Linked DNA regions of Oryctolagus cuniculus: region 2 is linked to region 1. A link is a contact called in public Micro-C data. All regions are on one chromosome and are shown on one strand. The core of a region is the stretch at or near the end of the contact, and the rest is flanking DNA. Distances in the headings are between cores, read along the strand shown.

Region 1 (4,152 bases), core at 966-3,465:
ATCGGCTCAGGGCATCTGAGACCCCACTCCTAGATCTCTGCTTCTGTTCACAGCAGGTACCACAGTAAATAGCAGTTTTCAGGGCTGATGCTGTGGCGTAGTGGGTAAAGCTGCCGTCTGCAGTGCCAGCATCTCATGTGGGTGTAGTTCTAGACCCGGCTGCTCCACTTCTGATCCAGCTCCCTACTGATTGCCTGGGAAAGCAGTGGAGGATGGCCCAAGTGGTTGGGCCTCTGGACCCACATGGGAGACCCGGAAGAGGCACCTGGCTCCTGGCTTCGGATCAGCCCAGCTCTGGCCATTGCAGCCATTTAGGGAGTGAACCAATGGATGGAAGACCTCCCCCCACCCCACCCCTGCCTCTCCGTAATTCTGTCTTTAAAAAAAAATAAATAAACCTTTTAAAAAAATAACAGCTTTCATAAAATACACTCAGGGAGGAGAGCCAGAACTCACAAGCAGAGCCAGCAAGTGCTAAGGGGTCTATCTCACGCTACAGGTAATTACGGCCCCAACAGCAAGGCAGTTAGGAAAACGAGGGGCCGGGGGGTCAGAATGAGGAAGGGGAGAGGGTTGGAAAAACTGGCAAAGTTCATTTCCGAAGCCGGAGGCCTCGTCAGCTCAGACCACCTGCCAGGCCCCAGCTTGTGGGCCTTCCACACCCACCCTGGGCGGCCTGAGGCCGGACGGGCAACCGCTGTGCACCAGCAACAGGAGGCGCGGCCTCTGACCCCTCCTCCGCCCCCAGGGAGCTGAGCAGCCTCGCCCTGGTGTCAAGACGCCCCTCCTGCTAAAACAGGGGGCCCCGCCGCCCCAGCTCGTGGAGGAGTGCAGTCAAGCACCAGGGCCAGCAGTCGGAGGGCGGGAACACAGCCCGCGCGGCGCCCGGGTCGCCCTGTATTCGCTGCATCAGACACCTGCGCTTCCGCATACCAAAACCAGTGGCCGTTTCTACTGACCAGAAATGGAGCCACTGGTTCCTCTGGGAACAGCTCCCGGGCACGGATCGCACTGCTATCCAGGGCTTAAAAAAAACATCAGTGCTAGGGAGGCATCCCAACCAAGCGACCCCGGGCGGGGCTGAGTGAGAACCTGGGTGAGCAGCCTCACACCCCCGAGCCGGCCAGGGTCCAAACCCCACTCTGAGCGACTTGGAGCAAAGCCTCGGCTTCTTCCCGCCTCGCTGGCGCCCCACGCTCCCCACCCTGCCCCGGGCCCCCCAGCACCGGGCGCCCAGTGGGGGTTTGCCCAGCAGGACGCCCCAGCAGAAGCTCGGAGGGAGGGGAAAGGTTAGCGTACCGCTTCCCCCATCCCAACCTCTGCTGTGACACTGAGCGTGCACCAACGACCGAAGCTCTCAGCACATCTCGGGAGCTCTTTGCACACAACCATCGACGGGACCGGTCACTCCCTACACCCCCTCGGGGCTGGACACAACGTTTCCCAACCGGCAGACGGGGCAGCCCGGGCCAGGGGCGTTAAGCACTCCGCCCAAGCTACCAAAAGCGGGGCAAACCTCTGTCCCCCTTTCCGCGCCCGCGACCACCGTCTCAACCGCTATCTTCCCTCCCCCGCTGCGCTGGACCCCCGTTACCATGCCCACAGGAAAAGGACTCCATCCTAACAAGACCCAACTTTACCCGGGCGGTTCCGAGCGGCTCAAAGTACCGGCGGCCCGACCCGTCCTCGGCCTCCGGCGTGAAGCGGCGCTAGCACCGCTCCCGTCACCGAGCCTCCACCGGGCAACGCCTGCGAAGCACCAGGGCCGCAGGCGGCGATCCAGGACCGCAGCTGCGGGGATGCCCGGCGGCCTGCCGGCTTTCGCGACCGCGGGGCGGGCCGGGGCCCCGGAGCGAGGGCCCACCTGCTCCTCCAGCCGCTCGATCTCCAGCTGGTTCTTCTCGTCCTCTTCGTCGTACTCCCATTCGTACTCCCCGGGGGAGCTCTCCGCCGAGGAGGCCATGGCGTACTCCTCATCCCCATCGCTCTCGCTCATGCCTTCCTCTTGCGGCTGGTCCCACCCTGGCCCCATGGTCTTGGACGTCGCAGCGGCCACAGCCCGCGACAACACCTTCCTCCTCGTCCTGGCCGCCTTGACCTCATCCTCCTCTCCCTCGGCCTGGGGCCCGGCCTGGGGCTCGGCCTCGGGTTCCGAAGCCGAAGATGCAGCCGCCGTCGCCATCTTGCGCTTCAGGGACTCCCGGGTCTTCCCTCGGCCGCCGAAGACCCGGCTGAGGGCGAGGCTGCCCGCGGCGCGCGCCTGACCAAAACCCCCGCTTTCTTGCCACCGAAAGGGAAACTGGGAGCCTCAGAGGACAAGAAAACAGACAAAAGTACGCAGTTCGTATTATTTTAATATACTTTCAGAAACCTCCGGCGAAGAAAAGGCTCCTTAATATGACAGGTCTTCCGGCACAACTCCGGACAGAAGTTGGGTCTTTGGACAGGAAGTGGCGGCCATAGAGGAAGTCGTGGAGTGAGCGTGGTGTCTGCAGTGACGGGCTTGGCGCCATCTTGAGAAGGTCAAAGGATTCCTGTAAATAAATGTTTTCTTAAAGCCTAGCCGGACTCGGAGCGGAGCTCGGTCTCCCAGCAACTGAGGCTCAAACGCTAAGAAAACAAATCCTCCGGGAAGGATCGACTGCACCATTCACGGGACAAACTCACTTCCCTAAGAGAGCCTCCCTTTCTATGCAATGCCTCGTACCTGGTAGACGTTAAGTGTTTGAATTTTCCAATTTTATCACATCGCCTTATGCAAGCCAGCATCAATAGAGTCCATGAATAAACATGTCTTTAGTGGCTCCTCATTGCCATGCCTTGTCCTATAAATTAGGAGTTTGCTGTTCTGTAAGGAGATCTCAACAGAGATACAATCTAGACATTGTTTGGAAAATAAGGGATTGGTGTTTGATTCCTCCTTAAGAAGCGTCCCATTTTTGAGGTAGGGAAATATTGGTGTGTGTGCGTGTGTGTTCATTCACTGCCTTTCTCCCTCATTACCAAGCGTAAAGGGACCAGAACGGTGGGGTTTGCTTTCCGTGCAAATCCTCCACTCTGTCTAGCGCCGGCACTTAATATGTATTTGCCGCGTGGCTAAAACAATTGTCCTAGAATTACCACGGATTACGCTTGGTGAACTGGCACCAGCCGCCCAGGGCGCACAGCCGGGGAGGGGCGGATCCCGGAGCTGGGGTCACCAATTGTCCCCACTGAGCCTAGGTCTCCGCGCGAGCACTCTGAGCCTCAATGGCGCACTGCAAAGTTGTACCGGGTCCGCCTCTAGAATGCGGCCTTGCACCCTCTCAGCCCGGCCGCCGCGGAATCCCCAGACCCCAACCCAGACCCCAACGCCCCGCAGCAAGCCCTCCCGCGCTTCCCACGCCCCGCCCCCGAGGGGCGTGGCCAAGGCGAGGCCACAGCGCGGACGCGCGCACGGAGTGGGCGGGCGCAGGCGCGCTGACGTCAGCCCGACTCGCACGCGCGCGCGCGCCCCGCCCCTCGGCGTCGCTCTGGGGCGGCTCAGGGGCTCGCCGGAGAGATGGCGGCGGCTGGAGCTGGCCGTCTGCGGAGAGCGGCGTCGGCCCTGCTGCTGCGGAGCCCGCGCCTGCCCGCCCGGGAGCTGTCCGCTCCGGCCCGGCTCTATCACAAGAAGGTAGGGGCGAGCCTAGGGGTGCGCGAGCGGCCGAGGGCACCCAGGCGTCCCCGGATCCCAGCCGACACTTCCGTCCACGGCAGGTGGAAGTGGCCGAGGCAGCAGGGGCCATCGGCGCCCGCTCCTCCGCCCACTTCCCCTCGCTGCGCGGTGACGGGAACGGCTGATGGATAAACGCAGCTCAGCAGGCGGCTCCCGGTTGCTTCCCCTCCGTTGCCCACGGCCCTGGGCGGGGATCCTGTGCGCTTGGCCTTCGGAGTCGAGGACACACACAGCCCGGCGCGGGCTCGGGCCACTGCCCGGGCCAGGTGACCTTGGGCCAGTCGCCGCCGCACTCCGACCCTGTTCCCGCGGCTCCCCAGCAGGAGAGAGTGAGCGTGGGGTCCTAGGCACGCGCTGTCGCGGTGGCGGGGTCGCTGCACCTGCTCGGGGTTCGCTTTTGCCTCTTGGCGAGGGAGGGAGAGCGAGCCGTGGCTGACAGCCGCTGGCCGCGTCCC
Region 2 (4,152 bases), core at 880-3,379, 360 kb after region 1:
GCTTCTGATCCAGCTTCCTGCTAATGTGCACCCCGGGAGGCAGCAGGTGATGGCTCAAGTACGTAGGTCCCTACCACCCACGTGGGAGACCTGGATGGAGTTCCTGGCTCCTGACTTCCACTGGGCATTTGGGGAGTAAACCCCCAGATGGGAGTGCTAGTGTTTCTCTCTCTCTCATTTAAAAATGAGATAAAGCATGCAGTGTGCTGGAAACACCTGTGGAGTGGTTGACCATGGATATTCTATAAATGCCAATCGCTTCCAGTGGTCTGGACTGCAGAGCCCTGAGCAGACTTGCAATGGGAGTGGAGGGCACTCACCCAGCAGGGCTGAAGTGGTGACTCTCAAAGTGTGGACTTCAGGCTCCTTGAGGGTATCCATAGTCCTTTCGGGGGTTACTGAGGTCAAGACTACGACACAGTTTGCCTTCCCTTCTCTCCTTCACTCGTGACTTACCCCAGATGTTTCCCAGGGCTTTCCAGTATCTGATTGGGTCGAGCTTCTGTCTTCTAACAGAACGTTTGCTCCTGCACTCCAGGTTTTTACATGATCGAGGGTTGGAGGTGGGTGGTGGGGTTGATTACAGAGAGACGGGGGGGGGGGGATTTGAAGGCAGAGGTGATTCTCCATTTTGATTGTGGTGTTGGTTACGTGACTGTGTTTATAGAAACTCAGAATTGTAAACTAAAAACAAGCAAACTTTGCCTTGTAAATTATACTTTTATGTAAGGGGTCAAAAACAATTTCTCAATTTCAATTAATTTTAAATGGTTAGATAGAACTCACATGAACAAGAAAACAATTTCAAGGGATCCAAAGACAAAACACTTTGAGAATCACTGAGCTAATATGTTAATTTTTTTTTACTAAAGCAGGTGCAATTACTTGGTCTGGAATTGCAAAAGTGATTACGTGGAAAGGAAAAATCTCTTTGGTGCTAATGCTCCATCAGCAGTGCTGTCCAGTGGGTAGCCAGCCACTGGCCACAGACGGAGCACGTGAAAGGTAGTGGGTGGTCCAAGTTGAGACATACCTAGCACAAAAACATATGGTAAATTATCTCATTGATATGACAGTGTTTTCTTTTTTTTAAGATTTATCTTATTTATTTGAAAGAGTTACAGAGAGAGATAGAGACAGACAGAGAGGTCTTCCATCCACTGGTTCACTACTCAGATGGCTGCAAAGGCGGAGCTGTGCCCATCCAAAGCCAGGAGCCAGGAGCTTCTTCCAGGTCTCCAACATGGGTGCAGGGGCCCAACGACTCAGACCATCTTCCACTGCCTCCCAGGGTGTCCACCAGCAGGAAGCTGAATCGGAAGCACCGAGAAGCCAGGACTGGAAGCAGACACTCAGAGTTGCAGGCGTCCCGGGTGACAATGTAACCACTGCACCGCACGCCTATTCCCGGTAAAACACGGTTAAGAGGTTCACCTCTTGCTTGAGTCTGGCTACAAGTTTAATCACCTGAGTGGGTCTCATTCTATTTGTTTTGAACATCTTTGTTCTGCAGACGCAGACTTGACGGATCTCACAGCTCCCTAGGCACTCTCGAGCTGTATCCAGAGACTTGATACTTTTCCAAATGTCCTGGGCTTCCTGGGATGTGAATGTGGGCGATGCTGTGGTCGGTGTGAACAGTCCATGTGAATAAGGGGCGTGCCATGTTAGCAGTACCCCGGCACCCAAGCCAGCAGTAAGCGTGGCGGCTACGATCGCCGCGGGTGCCCTGCTGATGCTGTCAGAGACGCGCCACCGCCATGGCAGGCCCTCCCTCTCCATCCACTTCCGCTGACCACAGGAACAACTGAACGTGCAAGACCTCACCTTTGAAAAGTGGCCTCCCTCTCCACACTGAAAATCTCAAACCATGGCCCAAGGTCCCTCTTCGGAGCGCTGTGTCTGGGCAAAATCTAAACGAGGAGGACCCGAGGGTCCCGGACCTCCCTTAGCAACCGACGCCGGCGCCCGTTGCTAAGGGGAAGGTAGAACCAGGTCGTGGTCCGTCAGCTATTGGTCTCCGGTGGTAGCTACTTCCGGTCCTCACGGGGACGGGGGGGGGGGGGCGTGCGTCCGTTGGCCTACCTTCCCCCGAGGATCTGGGACGTGGCCGTGGGTTCCGCCGCCTGGGGAGCCCTGGGAGGCTTGGAGCCCTAGGAGCCTTCGGGTCCGGCGGCAGCGGTCGCGGCGGGGGCGGCAGCGGGCCTCAGGCTCGGCCGCAATGCTCAGTTCCCGGGCTGGGGCGGCGATGACCGCAGCTGACAGGGCCATCCAGCGCTTCTTGCGGACCGGGGCCGCAGTCAGGTGAGCTTTGGGGGCGGGGCGGCCGGAGAGGCCAGGATCGGGGTGCCCAGCCGGGCCTCTGGCGGCCTTCTCACGCCCCAGTCGGGGTCCGCAGGCCCGAGGGGGTGCTCCGGAGGCGTCTGCGTCCAGCAGGGTCGGGGGCCCGGGACCGAGGCGGAAAGGACGCAGGCCTCTCGGGGCCTCCAGCAGCCCCAGTTCTGTCTGCGTTCCTCGGGAAGGAAAGTCAGCCCCCGACCCGCGCCGTGAGCCAGGGTGGGCCCCAGCACCCCCAGGGCCACGGTCCTGTCAAAGCCCGAATTCTGACAGTGCTGCCCGTGCCCCCACCCCCCACCGCCCCGAGACTGCCAGGACCCCGCAGTCCTTTGGGGGGACCCCGACCCTTCTGTCCCCCTCCCTGCCCCAGCCAGGGTCCCCCGGTCTGGCCAGGCTCTCCAAGTCGGCCTGGAGGCTCGCTATCCCGCGCGGGGCTCCTCCCCGCAAGCCCCTCCCCTGTTGTCGCTGTCAGAGCCTGCGACCCCCTCCTTCTGTTCACTGCCTCCCCCCACCCCCAGGGCTGGGCAGAGCTGAGCACCAGGCCCCCGCTGCCCACCCTGAATGGCTGAGACCTGTTGCACACGTGGATCCGCCTCCTCTGGAACTGGAGCAGGGCTAACGCACCCATTATCCCAGGGCTGGGCGCCCCCGAGGCTGTCCTGCCCAGGGCCCCCATTCTGTGCGTGGGGAATGGGCTTTGAGGCAGCCTGGCCTGAGCCCCCCTAAGCTCAGCTGGTGGCATGGCCGGGAGGAAAAGCCAGCTGACGCCTCGCCCAGCCCCCCTCCCCCCCTGTCATTTTGCTAACGACTGGAGCTTCCTGGGGTTTTGCCCGCCGGCCAGTCCTGCCTCCAGTCCCATTCCTCCACCTCCAGGACTGTAAGCACGGAGTGGCGAGCCGGACCCCGCGTGGTTTCAGGCCGTGTCCTCTGACGCGCTGTGACCGGCTTGGCCTTGGCTCTGAGTTTGAATCCGCGGGTGGTGGTGGCAGCCGCCTCGTGGGGTTGTTGTTTGCAGAAAGAGATGACGGGGTCACAGTGCCTGGCTCGGGGTGCGTGTGCGTGAACACCTGTGTTTGATGAGAGGGTTTTGAAGCAAAGTGCCCTAGCCCTGCAGGGACAGAATTCTTCAACCTTGCTGGGGACTTCTGGGAGTGTGTGTTGCGTAAAAGCACAGTGATGCAGTGAGAAACCCCACAAGTGGCTTTGATGGGTGAACCTGGAATGAGAAGCCTTCCTAATACAGCAGCTAATGTTTGCTAAGCTCTTACCCCAGCCTGTGCGTCAGGCCTGGTCCGTCCCCACAGCGTCCCTCCGATTGTGCCCATTGTAAAGATGGGGAAGCGGAGGCTTAGGGGGCGAAACAGCAAAGATTGAGCCAGATTCATGTGACTCCACTTTCTTCCTCTTCTTTTTAAAATATTTATGTATTTTATTTGGAAGGAAGAGTTAGAGAGAGAGAAGGAGAGACAGAGATCTTCCATCTGCTGGTCACTCCTCAAATGGCTGCAACAGCGGGGGCTGGGCCAGGCCAAAGCCAGGATCCTGGAGCTCCATCAGTGTCTCCCCCATGGGTCAGAGGGGCCGTCCTCTGCTGCCTTCCCAGGGGCATTAGCAGGGAGCTGGATCGGGAGTAGAGCAGCCGGGACTCGAACCAGCATCCACGTGGGATGCTGGCGTCCCAGGTAGCAGCTTAACCTGCTGTACCACAAGGGCGGCCCCTGACCCCACTTTCCTAACCAAGTTCTGTACAAAATCTATTGATTCTGTCTTAGAAGCACAAAAATGTGTTTGAAATTCAGTTACCAGCTATGACAC

What was found. A called contact is a pair of places that touch in the nucleus more often than the background predicts.
Region 2: a contact with region 1 is called in a Micro-C map of ear pinna, with 5 times the contacts expected there. The contact joins the promoter of USP30 here to the promoter of SART3 in region 1. A contact is called at or near these places in 2 of 6 Hi-C or Micro-C datasets (ear pinna and an unstated tissue).

What each region holds. Positions count from the first base shown.
Region 1 is chr21:17,762,225-17,766,376 of mOryCun1.1, forward strand. SART3 (spliceosome associated factor 3, U4/U6 recycling protein) reads right to left here and starts at 2,216. Exons shown (of 19, transcript XM_017338061.3): 1 at 1,865-2,216. The coding sequence starts at 2,182. It overlaps ISCU (iron-sulfur cluster assembly enzyme), which reads left to right and starts at 3,452. Exons shown (of 5, transcript XM_002722120.5): 1 at 3,452-3,655. The coding sequence starts at 3,542.
Region 2 is chr21:18,125,645-18,129,796 of mOryCun1.1, forward strand. It overlaps USP30 (ubiquitin specific peptidase 30), which reads left to right and starts at 2,130. Exons shown (of 13, transcript XM_070066013.1): 1 at 2,130-2,304. The coding sequence starts at 2,222. It overlaps LOC138847424 (a long non-coding RNA gene), which reads right to left and starts at 2,060. Exons shown (of 2, transcript XR_011385235.1): 1 at 1,468-2,060; 2 at 1,079-1,338.